2 separate regions of the Gossypium hirsutum genome follow, and region 1 is linked to region 2. The links are chromatin contacts, called in public Hi-C maps. All regions are on one chromosome and are shown on one strand. The core of a region is the stretch at or near the end of the contact, and the rest is flanking DNA. Distances in the headings are between cores, read along the strand shown. Region 1 holds the start of LOC107937007 (protein SOSEKI 2). Region 2 holds the start of LOC107942938 (exocyst complex component EXO70H1).

Region 1 (7,161 bases), core at 2,424-4,923, 210 kb before region 2:
CAAAATCTGGAAACCCTCTAAAAGTAGACATTGTCGGGCTTGAACTGCTGGCAGCCTATGGGTCACTTCAACGCTCTTGCTTCGAATAATGCAATGCAAGGCATATGGGGGTGCTGCAACATTTTTCTTCCTTTTATTTGTTATCGCTCGTCATTTTCATGGTTGTTTTATATTCCAACGTTGAGTCTCGTTATAATTCCACTTATCAATATTGTTGACAAAAGCCTTGAAAATCAAATGGTTATGGTGATGCGTTTTATGAAAATGCAATAAGCTGAGGACCAATTAGAACTATATTTTAACAGGCGATTTGTAGTCATTTTCACAAGTATTGAAGAAAAAGTAGACTTTGTGTTACATATTGTAACAAAATGTTGGAACTTTCTTAGTGTACATGTTTCAAGTCTCAAAGCTCCAATCTCCATTAAAAAACACAACTTCCCTACAATGGGATCCAAATAACAAAGCAGGTGATAATATCTAGGATGAAATTCCATTTCCCATGTTTTCAAAAGTCAAACCAACTTATAGTCATAAGACCCTAAATTTACTAGAGGTTAGTGCCAATACATTGAAATTAACACAAGCTTAACCCAGTCAGCTAAAAGCTCCCACAAAAATCAAGGCACCAAAATTTGACCTTAGCTCAAACTTTCCAAACTGAAATGGACAAAATTTTTACACCCTTTCAACAAAAAGGAGCCTTTACAAGATTCCCAACCCTATTGTCCCTCTCATTGTGGGGGCTTTCACCGTGCCGTGCCATGCAATACATTGCAAGCTTAGCTTACTTTGTCTTGCAATATTTCTCTATTCTCATTCACTTCTTTCTCTCTCTTTCTTGTCGCCAAACTACTACAATTCACATACCAAATCCAATCACCAATGCACAATGCCGACCCTACACTTCATGCTTTTTGCTTCCATTTTCGCCACATATATCTCCATTCATATTGCCCTCTTTCTTCGTTGCCACAGTTTTCGACTTCCTTGGTATGCACTTAGCACGCACGCCATCCATCTCCTTTTCTTCCAACTGCAACTGCGAACTCCTGATGATTCCAAAGTTCCCAAATTAATCAAATGAACAAGCAATCAAAAAAAGAACAAAAAAAAAAACAATCTAACTAGAATAAATGCTAGTCTATTTGTTTTACACCAATTGATTATAAGCTTAAAATCTTAACAGAATTTGTTTGTTTTACCCCAATTATAGGACCATTGGTCTTGAATATGTGTATTATGAATGTGGACGGCCAGAATTTATATGATCCATCATTAAATGAACGGAGATATTCATCTAATGTTTCCAGTAGATGAACAATAGATTGTACCTCTGCAACAAAAATGAATAGCTCTAGCTGGCTTATTGCTAAAGACAAGTACGAATCTTACAAGCAAGACACAGAAAAGGCCAACTAGGGTCTCATTCAGACATAAATTCCCAGGAAATGTGAGAACAAACTTTACTTGTTTTGCAGGTAAACAACAGTTCATTTTCAACTTAAAATTCAAAGCTTGAGTCATCCCCCACTTCGAGTCATATCAAGATGTAGAATTTGGTTTATGCCTGCTATTTCCTTTCTACATAACAAAAGCTTGAATCATACTAACTGGGAATTCAAAGCTATTAAGCATTAATCTGAAATGAAATGCTTTAACAAAGTTACCTATCAGCATTGTATGAAGAAGATCTCTTGAAGGCAGGAACTTCAACTTTCTTGGTCTCAATCAAGCTCCCACTGAAGTACTCTTTATCTTCCAATCTTACCCTTGAGAAGCTCCCAATATCCCTTTCAATCCCTGCATCTTTTCCCACCTCGTTACAATCCCCACCTGCTCCACGAGGTAACCTTGATTTATAGTGCCCTATCAACGAGAACCCTTGATCCCTCTCCGAACTTGGTCCACAATCCTTGAACGAGATGGAACCGCAGGATATCAACTGCATCAAAACAGACGGCGCCTTTATTCTACCACTTTGGCAACCCTCAGAAGTCTTATTCAAGTTATCATCGTTACCCCCATTGCACAATCTCAGCCGTCCATCAGCTTTCATCAAGGTTTCGAGCGTCTCAGGACTCGAATCCGACGGCGGAGGTGAAATCTCTTCCCTGTTCAGCTCCGAAGTTTGATTCTGCTCCAACTCTTGACTTTCACTTTGCACTTCCTCAATCTCCGTTTGCTTAACCATCGCCTTTCTCCTTCTCCTCTTATCATCAGTCTGAGTCGACGCATCAGCAGCGAGTCTCCGTGCTGAATCGGAACTAGACTCGGCCTTATAAACTCTGTATTCGTTGAGATCAATGGAAGTCCAAGACTGATTCCTCCGCCGTCTGATTGACGGAAAATCATGACCGTTCTCGGATTTTTGACTCTCCAACGGTTTTGTTAGCCGAAAAGAAGACGACTTTACTTCCAAGGATTGAGTGTTTATCGGATGGTCCAGAACCTCCGATCCTTTGAGAACGTATTCTTGGCCGTGAGATGGGTAAATAAAATCGTTCTCCGCTAAGTCGTGCCAAACAAAGCCGTTTTTGTAACTCCTGAGTTTAGGAAAACCAACACTGAATAATATTAAATATCGGAGGGTGAGGGGATGTGATCAGACGGTTAGGAATGAATGAGAGTGTTACCGTTTGCAGGACCAGGAGTAAAGGCTAGCCATGCCTTTGCCTCGAAGGAGGTTTAGGCGGTTGATTACATCTGAAAGATGAAAGGAAAACGAGATAATTTTAGATTCAATTTGCTCGAAATTTAGAATAAAATCGGGTGCTTTTTCTCGGCATCCAAACAAAGAGAAGAAAAGGTTTTGATTAGAAAAACAAGGAACCAGAAAAAAAGATCACTTCTTTTAACAAATTTATTCTTTACGAGAAAACAGAAAGTTGGGTCTTTTGTCAGCTATGGAGCTGGGCACGACCATTTGGCAGAAAGCATTTCTTGGGACGTGAAAGTAAATTTAAAATTTTGAACTTTCTTACAAACCAAACAGAGAATGCTTGAAATGAAAGGAAGTTGTGCTAATTTTGAACCCAGAAAGGAAACCAAATGCATTTACCTTTGAGATAAAGGCCATGATGAGAAGAGAGAGGAACTTCCATGAAATGTGGGTGTTCAAGCTGACCATTTCTAGACAAATAGTAAACAACAGAAACTTTCTTTTCAGAGCTGTTGGTGGTGGTGGGGTGAGACTTGGGTTCAATCCAGATTTTGTGCCTTTCAGGGCTTATATCTCTCTCTTTCCATTTCCTTGAAACAACCCCAAACTCTGTAGTTGTTCCTCTGGAAGAACTGACCGCCATTGCAAGCAACTTTCTCTATCTGCAAAACCAAACAAGAAACACAGAGAGAATGAGAGAATGAAGAGGGGAGAGGAGAGAGAAAGTGAGTTTACCTGAGGAAGTAAAAGCTAGCGGAGAAGAAAGGGGTAGATTTGGATTTTATAGGAAAGAGAAGAGAAAGTGTGAAACGGAGAAGAGAAGAAAAGAGTTGAAAATGAGGGTGCAGCAGACAACAGTTAGGAAGGAAAAAGATAAAGGGAGATATTGATTTCAGTTGTCGCAATATGGAGCATTGAGAGTCAAATTCCCAGTTTGCTTATTTATTTGTATCTACGTAGTTAAAAAGTGCAAATAGCTAAGCCTAAGCCAAACAATGCCGTCCTACCTTTACCATACGTTTTTGTTTAGGACTTGGGAAGAACGTAGATATGAAGCTTGACAATTAAAGTATTTTTATACAAAACTCAGTTTTTCAAATTTAATTAATTATAAACGTGATATATATGTGTATTGCTATGTCAATAAAATCAATAAATAATACGGATTCAAAAATTAAAAGACACAAAAAAATTAAATTTAAAAAGTTAAAAAGATCAAATAAATCATTAGACCTAATTAATATTAAATAATTAGTTTTTATCATTAAATTCTATCTTCAACTTAAATTAATTTTATGGACAAATAAAAAACTTAAATTGTTTTTAAAACTAGTTTGAACTAACTGTGAGATGAAATTGTAATTCACATTTGAATTTAGAAAACAGTATTTTTAGGAGGGACAATAACATACCTTAAACACGAACCATAAATAGATAAGGAGTATACTAAAAAACCAAAAATAAAAGCTAATTTGGTGGTAGAGTTTTTAAATTTCCTTTTTTTTTAAATGCTTAAAGAATTTACTTTGAATTTTAAATATTAAATATATATGTATTTTTGTAATATTTATATTGAATATATAATTATTTATTTTTTGGTTTATTATAAATATTAGAGTATGGCATAGTATGTGCGAAAAATAAATTTTATGCAAAAAAATAATAAAATTTTGGTTGAAATAGTAAAATTAAGTTATTTCTATATTTATTTTTTATTTAATTTATTTTTTTATAAATTGTATATAAATTTAAGAAAAAATAAAAACACCCTATAATGATATTTTTTAATTGTTTAAATTTTAAATTTTTAGTCAGTGTTAAGTTGTCTCGTAACTAACAACTCAGAGCTTATATAACATTTTATATATTTGAATTTGCAAGGATTGTTTTAATACCTAGAATATGATTTATGTATTCAAATTAAAAGTTTACAATAGTAAGTTACACCACGAGTAATCTAATTAATTTATGAGTTATTTTCTTTTTTGGTTATTTAATTATGAATTTTTTTTCACCCGATTAATTGAGATTTTTTTTATTTATTTCCATTAATTACACAACGGGAAGGTAACATGGCAATTGAAAAGTCAATATAATAAAAAAAGTTTGCCCATCCTAATTCTAAATTATTTTTTAAGAAATATATAAAAATACATAAATATTTTTAAAAATATATAATAAATTTAAAAAAATAAAAAATGATTATTGAAAAAATATATAATATAAAAATACATAAATAATTTCAAAGAATATAATAATAAATTTAAATATTATATTAATGTTAATATTAATATTAAATAAAAACCCTCCACCCCATTTTTTGAAATATTAAATAAATACATGAATACTTTTCAAGCTTACTCTTTAGATGATGCATGAAAACCAGAATATTCCTTTCCCATTTTAGTTTTCATAGAACCCTTTTTTTGAAACCTCTATTGCCGCAGCAACAGCAACAATAGAGAGGGGGAGAGAGAGGGAAAGGGACGGTGGGGGAGGAGAGGGTTTTTTTCTTTCTATTATTTAATATCAATATAAATATTAAAATAAAATTTGAATTTTTTATATATTTTTCAAAAATATTTATTTACTTTTATATTTTTTATATTTTTTTTAGAAGTAGGATCAAATTGAGACTATTTATAAATTTTGAGGGTTAATTTTTTAAAATTATGACTAAATTGATATAATATGTAAAAGTTGATGACTAAATTTATTATTATACTAATTTTTCAATTGTCATATCACTCTCTTGTTAGTGCAATTCAGGGAAATGGATAAGAAAAAAAAAACAATCTCAATTAGTTGGATGACCAATTTAAAAAAAAATTATAGTTGAGTGAGTAAAAAAAGAAAATGGCCCATAATTGGGTGACCTATAGTATAGTTTACCCAATTTACAAATAATTTATATTAATTACTTAATTAATTGCTTATTGAGCATTTAAAATTTAAATTTCATCTATTGTAATATTAATAAATTTGAATATAATTTTAAATTAACTTATTTTTATTTTCTTACATCATGTTAAAATAAAGATTTCAACTTTCCATAATACTTTTTTACGGTAATGCTAATGTAACACCCCCTAACCTTTATCCGTCGTCGGAACAGGGTTATGAGGCATTACCAGAAAGTTCAGAACAAATACGGGCAATCACATAATTATTTAGCATATATATCGCAATTTAATTATAACGTCCCTTTAATGAGCCCTCAAGTCCCAAAGCATATATAAATATACCTAAATCATGCTCAATCATCAACCTAATAAACTAACTAATGTACATTCATAGATACTCTACCTGTATTAATTAATCTAATAGTATACCAATAACTAATTCTATATTCGTACTTATTTGAACCAAAACATATCATTTGATAGCAATAATACATAACACATTAGTTCATATATTTTAAAATATTATCATATTATAACATCATTTAAAACCATTTCTCAAAATGACATACACAAACAACCTAGGTACATGCCATTTACCAAAAAGGAAATGTAATTCACCACTTTGAGCTCGGGATTAGCTTTGGATGCTGATTCAATAATCTGATTTTACCTAACCTGCACATGGAAACAAACCGTACACTGAGTATAAACTCAGTGGTATTTCTATAATCCGAATATTTATTAAACAAGAATTTATAATATTTATTTATATAATCACACATAAACAAAATCATTCAACAAATAATCAATTTCATAAATGCATCATTCATAACACTTTCAATTCTCATATCATACTATTTCAATTTCTTAATTGCTATTTGTAAGACCCAAATTTTGCCCGGGGCCCAATAAAATCACAGCCCAAATATCAAAACTCAACTAAAACCCAAAATACCCCAAGCCCAAATACAACTCAAAATAAAAAATAAAAAAAGAAAAGAAAAAATGAAGAAAAAGAAAAAAACCTAACCTCTTCCCCTTATGTGCCGCCCTAAGCGCCGCCCTATTCCTCTTTTGTCTACCACTTGTAAAAAGAAAATATAGTAAATAATAAAAAAAATGTTGTAACAAGGCTATAAAAGCCATCATAAAACCAAATGTAAAGGGGAAGGAGAGATAAAAAAAAACATTATATTTTCACATAGAGATCAAAAATCCAAAGCAAAAAAAAGGTTGATTTTAATTTCTTGTATTCCCTTTGTTCATTTTTCATTTTTGTTATTTTATTTTATTTTCTTTATTATATTATATATATATACATAATTTAATTGAATTACTTATTTGAATTCCCTTGCAAACATGTTTATATTTTTCCCTTTAAATCTATTTATGTATACCATTTATTCCCTAATTTTAAATTATACTTTGTTTATTTCAAACACTTGCCTATATTACTAATTTTTTTATATACAATGTTTATATTAAGTTTTATGCTTTATGTATCTTGTTAATTGTTGGTAAGTAAATATTGTTTCAAATTATTTTGTATAATTATTGATTTATATTATATAGTATGTCATTCTTATATTCTTTTGT
Region 2 (7,384 bases), core at 2,352-4,851:
GATTTAATATAAATATATATAATTATTATTTAACAAATATAATTAATATAACTAATTTTATAATATAACATATTTGGGAGAGCTTGAATCAAAGAATTTTATCCAAGACTAGACCTAGGTAAAAAATAAATCTTATATTTTACCTAAATCTATTTTTCGAACCTAATATCTTTATTCAAACTGTCTTATTCTTTGTATAAATCTAAATAAATAGCCTACTCATGGGTAAATCTATTTCGGTCTAAGAATTATTTAAACAATTCTCCCTAATGGTATTGGGAATTAGAAAAAGCTCGAGGTAATTGGGTCAAATGTCAAATTCGTACACTTTGAGATCAGTTTGGTGTGTGTTAGAAGAAGAACGCATTGGATTTGCTGGTTGGCGCCCACCATTCATGAATTTTTAAAATCTTTAGTCTCATAATTTATGTGGTTTCCCCACTAAGAATGTGGTCTGTTTGGTGGCTTAGAACGTAATTTTTAAAAAATTTAATTTATTTATTATATTTTTGATTTAGCTATATCAATTCAATTATTAATATTTAAAATATTTTTTATTAAATTTAAGTTTATTATTTTGTTATTTTTTATTACATAGTCATCAAATAAGTATCATTTTTATCCGTAAACATTATAATTCCTTTTAGTTTGTTTAAATTTATACTAATCACGTTGATTTAGTAATAGTTCGATTGATATAAATATTATTATTAATGTAAAAAAAATATAAATTCGAATGTATTGAAGCGTATTTCATTTTATTTATATATTAGAGGGAAACTATAATTAAATTTAGATATTATACTATAATAAAATTAAAAAAAAAAAAAGGAATTGTACTAAATAGAAAATTGGGGGAAAGAAAGCAGAGGCCTGAAAAGGCGTAAAATATATTACAATGGTTGAAAGTAAAAAAACAGAAGGTGATGAGTTATATGGGAAGAAATGTTAGTGGAAACATGACATGTAAAGGTAAAGCATTTGTTAATAATTTATGTTTTGACCATCTTCTCCTGCTTTCTTTTCATGCACGTACTACTTCATTTGTTTTTCAACTCTAGCATATATGCTTTAATCATTTCTAGGAAAAGGTCTATATGTATATATATATATATATATTAATTGCTATAACAAGCTATACTATATCATTTCAGTGATAGTTTGTTATAATAACATCGTTAGATATAAAATAAAAAATAATTAATATAACTTTAAATTTAAAATTAAAAAAATGAGTAAAAATTCTTATAAAAATAAGTAAAAATATTTCGTTCTTCTTGTTAAAAATAAATTATAAGAGTTTCAAGTTGTCTACTTTAGAAAATAAAATGGTTAATGTATAGTTTGTTCCTTGAATTTGTCCAAAAGTACTTAGTTGGTACTTAAACTTATATTTCGTCACCTAAGTTACTACCTCCACACTAACATCGTTAGTTTATGTTAATGTGGCACTGATGACTAATTTTTTGGTGACACGTGATAGCCTCTCAATATACCATGTGATAAAAATAAATTAAAAAATTAAAAAAAAAACTTAAAAATATAAAAATATATATATATTCCGTTCACATTAAAAATGAACCTAGACAAAAATTTAACTCTTCATTTATTTAATTTTAAAGATTTTTAAAATTTTATTAATTTATGTTCATTATATGAAATAATGAAAAATTGTTATGTGTCACTATTAAATTGACTATAAGTGCTAGATCAATAAAAATTAATAGTATTAATTTAGAAGTACCTGACAAAGGGCTTCAACTAAACATAAAAAAAAAATTAAATAGCAACTATAATATTTTTGAAAGATAGATATTAAGAAAGCAATGAGGTGGGAAGTGGGAATTGGGAATGACATATTTTGTGATGTAATAGAAAAGGTAAAAATATTATAGACTGCTTTTACGCCCACTTGGCCGACCATTCCTTTTCTTCTAGTAATAACTTTTATTTGGAATGTAGAACATCAATACATATGAAGCAACCTTCCTTCCCTCCGTTTTTATTTACTTCAGACTTCGTCTTGTTGAATTCGTTGTAAGTAAATAAAATATTAATAAGTCTGCTCAAAAAATATACATAATATGTTATAAGTTAATATAAATTATAAATATGTTAAAATTTAAATACGAAAAAGAAAATGTAAATACATTTGAAACTCCATTACTTAAAAACGATTCATGCTTCCAGAATAATGAGGAATCAGAGAGTTCCTGAATTCCGACAATTAAAGGACAAGCGAAGTTTCCAAAGGTAAAAAATTTCATGAATGCCAATATATTCTCCTAATCCAAATCTTAGAAAACCAGGGACAAGCATGAGCTGCTTCATATTCAAACATTCCTCAATCCCCTTTGATTTTATTATTATATTCAAGCACCTGACAAGTTGGTTTTTTTTTTTTTTGCACCAAAATGGCTGCAAAACCAGACGCAGAAAAGCTTTATCGCAGCCATCACCATTCATTTTGTTGTTGAATGCATTAGAAACAAGGGAAGATCTGGCTGCTGGAGGAATTCCATGACTTGTTCCCACATTGCACACTAACTACAATCATTATTTTTATTAATAATATTGTTTTTAAATATTACAAATATATTGTTTACTAAAATAAAACAGTTTTTTTTTTTAAATATTCTAAGTTTTATGATCTAATCTTTAAACAATGTCTTATAAAGGTTCAAATATTCATTCTTTAAAGAGTGCAATATACTTTATTATTGCATCCAACACATAGTACTAAATATAACACTTTAGGATGAACATTAAACAAATTTAATTTCCTAATCATATTATTAATGTAACATACCAAATTTAAAAATAAATTATATTATATTCTAATTGATACATACAAACAGTTTATGCATTGTTAATGAATTAAATGATGACACATTAAATAATTTTTTTTAAAAAAAGACATAAAAATTTATTTGACCTTCAAAAAAAAAACAAGTTATTTTAGTTCTTTATTTTATTTTCACATCTTTTAGTCCTTAAACTTACGTTGTTTGTTAAATCACCCAAGAATAGATAAAAAAAGTTAATGCTTATTAACTTTGTTGAGTGTATGCCATATTAGCAATTAATTAAAAATTTAAAAAAATAATTAATTTCTAACGTGGCATCCACATGTATGCCACATTAGCAATGTTAACACAACGTAAGTTTTTCTATTTATTTGGAGTGATTTGACAAATAACATAAATTTAAGAAGTAAAAAAGACAAAAAATTAAATGAATGACTAAAATAGCTTCTTTTATAAAAAATCCACTTATATTAATTTCAAATCTCCTATGTTATAATTTGATTTTTTGACAAAGAATAATATTTGACATTAGTGGAATTTTTAGACTCCACAATAAAGGTTAAAGAGTTACAATTATCCTATAAAAATATAATAAAATATTTAAAAAATAAATAATTTAAAAAAAAGACACATGATAAATTTTTAAAGCTGTATATGGAATAATATAACATGTGTGGATAATGCATATAATTGTACAGTAAACTTAGAAGACATTATCAAAACCAACAACTACAAAACTTAAACATCAACCATAAAAGTAAAATAAAAAAGTATGATAGATATTTTTCCTGCAAGAATTAAAGTTGGGTTATGTTAATTGAAAAAATTCCGAAATTGGTGTGGCTTGAAATTGACAAAACAAAAAAGAGGGGCTGTCCTACATTGCGAAACGATAATGCCAAATACTTTTCACAGTTTCGAGATGTAGAACTCAATATGATCCGATTGAACTCATGGTAATTTCTTGTATTGAAAGAAAAGAAGATACGCTGTTTGGCTCATCTCCTTTCTTTGATTACCGGTCACTATCAGCTCCTCAACCAAATACTCATTAAAATACAAAAAGAAACAGTTTGATTCGTATACCGCGTGGACTCCATTACGCATAACAACAGTGTTCTTATTTTAAGTTACCTTCCGACCACTCGCTCTGAACCGCTTTTTAACTCGTATCCTCACACTTTCCTGCGTCCCTATTTCTATAAATATACGCACCTCTCTTTCATTCCTTTAACATATTTCTTGTTTCTTTGTCTTAATTTTTGCCAATCTCCCTGCTTTCAACAATTACTTGTTTGTATTGTCTAAAAAAAAAAAAAGAAAAGAACCAAGGGAATGAGGACCATCTTCTCCAAATCTCCATCTCCTCCTACCCATCACCATACTTTCACCGAGTCATTAATTGAAGAAAATATTGAAGCTGCTGAACTTAGCATCACTAAATGGGATTCCTTACATGGCGACGACCATGTCTCCTACTGTAACATTGCTTCTGTTTTCTCCGAAAACAATCGTGATGAAGCCAAACAGTATCTGAGTTCCATTAAGGGTTTGCAGAAAGCTATGCGATACTTGGCTTCGCTTGAATCCACTTCCGATAAACTTGTGCGAGCCCAAACGCTGATGCAAACCGCCATGAAACGCCTCGAGAGGGAGTTTTACCAGATTTTGAAGTCCAACCGGAATTACCTTGACCCAGAGTCTGTTTCCAATCACTCATCTTCTAGACCATCGGTTTCCAGGTCGAGCTTTTCAGATTCAGAAGAAGATGAGTCTGAGAACGATTCCATCCCGGAAGTGGAGAGAGGCTCGTCGGCTGTTATTGCGGATTTAAGAGCCATTGCGGAAGCCATGATATCAGCTGGGTACGCTAAGGAGTGTTTCAAAATTTACAGAACTATTCGGAAATCGATCGTCGATGAAGCTCTATATAATCTCGGAGTTGAAAGGAACTTGGGTTTTCAGCAGATTCAGAAGATGGAGTGGGAAACTTTGGAGGTTAAAATTAAGTATTGGCTGAACGCTGTTAAAGGGGCGGTTAAAACTGTGTTTTATGGAGAGAGATTACTCTGTGATCAAGTGTTTGCAATTTCGTCTTCCATCAGGGAATCTTGTTTCACTGATGTTTCAAAGGAAGGAGCTTTGGCTCTGTTTGGATTCCCAGAAAATGTAGCCAAGTGCAAGAAAACTCCCGAGAAAATGTTCCGTATCTTGGATTTATATGAGGCGGTTTCCGACCTTTGGCCCGAGATTGAATCAATCTTCAGCTTCGAATCCACCTCGACCGTCCGCTCGACCGCCGTTAACTCCTTAATCAGGCTCAGCGATGCCGTTAGAACGATGTTAACGGACTTTGAAATGGCAATTCAAAAGCATTCATCCAAAACTACGGTTCCCGGCGGTGGAATCCACCCTCTTACACGCTATGTCATGAACTACATCTCTTTTCTCGCCGATTACAGCGGCGTTCTCTCCGACATCGTCGCCGATTGGCCGTTGCAGATTTCATCACCGTTACCAGAGTCTTACTTCGGAAGCCCCGACAAGGAGGAGAGCATTTCCTCGCCGATCTCAGTCCGGTTAGCTTGGCTTATTCTCGTCATGCTATGCAAACTAGACGGTAAAGCCGAGATGTACAAAGACGTGGCGCTTTCTTATTTGTTCTTAGCAAACAATCTCCAATACGTCGTCAACAAAGTCCGACAATCGAACCTGAAGCTCCTCCTCGGCGACAACTGGGTGACGAAGCACGAACAGAAAGTAAGGAAGTACGCGGCGAATTATGAGAGGATGGGATGGAGTAAAGTGTTTGCCTCTCTGCCGGAAAATCCAACGGCGGAGATTCCGGTTGATCAAGTGATAGAGCATTTCAGAAAATTCAACTCCGCTTTCGAAGAAGCTTACAAGAAGCAAACTTCTTGGGTCGTAACCGACCCGAAACTCCGAGATGAGATAAAGCTCTCGTTGGCCAGACGGATCGGCCCCATCTACAAGGAGTTTTTCGATAAGTACGGCGGAGTGCAGCTGATGAAAGAAATGTGGGCCGAATCACTTGTCAGATATACCCCTGATGATTTGGGAAATTACTGCTCCGATTTGCTCTTTGGGAGCGGAAGTTCAGGGAGTATTTCGTCAAGTTCAAGCCAAGGTGGTGGTTACAGTCGTTGAACCGATATTTTTTCTCCTTTTTTGTGGGAGCCTGGAAAAAATCGCCGACAACGTGAGGAAATTTAGGGTTTTGTTTTTCTAAATAAAAATTTTATTTGTGGATAAATATTAGTAAAGAAGCGTGCAGTTATCTGACAGACACGTGTATAGAATTTAGCCGTTTTTATGATATATGGCACCTAAGTAAATCACTTGTACAATATAAAATTCTTTGATTTATTCTTTGATTTGTCTATTATTATTATTATTATTATTATTATTTGGATTTGTTAATTCATATTTTAAGATATGCCATTGTGAAATGCGATTTTTTTACAAAAATAATATAAAAAATAATTAATTTTGAAAATGGTTGAATGAAATAATAATTTACAAAAATAGGCTGTATGATATATCTACCGCACCACCCTTTCCCCCAACCATTAGTCAATTTTATATTTTAAAAAATAAAGAATTTTTTTGAAATTGTTACCGTGTCAGGTGACACCGATATGTATTTTTTTTAAAAAAATATCTAAGAAAATACAGATATATAAGAGAACAAAAAAATATCAATAGTGTTGTTGATCTGTCAGGCGGCATCAGTGAAAGTAAAAGAAAAAACTAATTGTGTTAGTAAAAAAAAGAATGAAAAAGAAAAAAAAAAGCTGGAAAAACAGAAAAGAAAGAAAGACTGTGATCATCTGGTCACGTCGACGGCTAGTCATCCGACCGATGCAAATCACATGCTCCCCTTCTTTTCTACTTTTCCAGCTCCCCCTCCCTCATTTTTAGACTTTTCTTTTTGTTTCCTATCAATTTTGTATATAAATAAGGGTTTGGTCCCTTTATCCCTTAAGGGGAAAGAAGTATAAACATAAAGACTATTAATATAGTGAAATTTCCTTTCTGCTATAGTAAAAATATACAACTTAATTCTTGTCTTCCTTAAAAAAAAATTTCTATCTTTGCTTTTGATTGAATTTGACTCTATTGAGGGAGATCAACTTCTATGGGAGAAGTCTCCGAAGTGTTGTCCGTTGGGTAGTCTATACAGCCCCCAACAATCGTAGGAATTAACTTGGGACCTGAGTTTTGTCTCCCAACTCCGCGAAGAGCCCCGAGGGTTCACAGAGTGGGAGCGCCTCAATTGGTGGAGAGAATACGTACTTGAAAAGGCTAGTTATGCCTTAGTTGGTGGTTCGATTCACATTGCGCTCGACTTCATTGATTAATTATCTACGTGTCTTTCAAGTACATATTTTCTCTACCAACCAAGATCCTTCTACTCTGTGAATTCTTAAGGATCTTCAGAGAGTTGAGAAACAAAACTATGACGATCTCGAGTCTGAGATAATAACTTTATTTGTTGAGAGTCTAACCACTACCTAAAAACGATACTTTAAAGACTTTTATCAAACGAGTCGACC

Evidence for each region. A called contact is a pair of places that touch in the nucleus more often than the background predicts.
Region 1: a Hi-C map of leaf shows a contact between it and region 2, with 2.1 times the contacts expected there. The contact joins the promoter of LOC107937007 here to the promoter of LOC107942938 in region 2. A contact is called at or near these places in 2 of 34 Hi-C or Micro-C datasets (both in leaf).

What each region holds. Positions count from the first base shown.
Region 1 is chrA07:16,637,100-16,644,260 of Gossypium_hirsutum_v2.1, reverse strand. LOC107937007 (protein SOSEKI 2) reads right to left here and starts at 3,673. Exons shown (of 5, transcript XM_016869819.2): 1 at 3,398-3,673; 2 at 3,062-3,324; 3 at 2,637-2,706; 4 at 1,671-2,546; 5 at 392-1,052. The coding sequence starts at 3,305. The coding sequence ends at 902.
Region 2 is chrA07:16,425,586-16,432,969 of Gossypium_hirsutum_v2.1, reverse strand. LOC107942938 (exocyst complex component EXO70H1) reads left to right here and starts at 3,601. Exons shown (of 1, transcript XM_016876675.2): 1 at 3,601-6,194. The coding sequence starts at 4,143. The coding sequence ends at 5,975.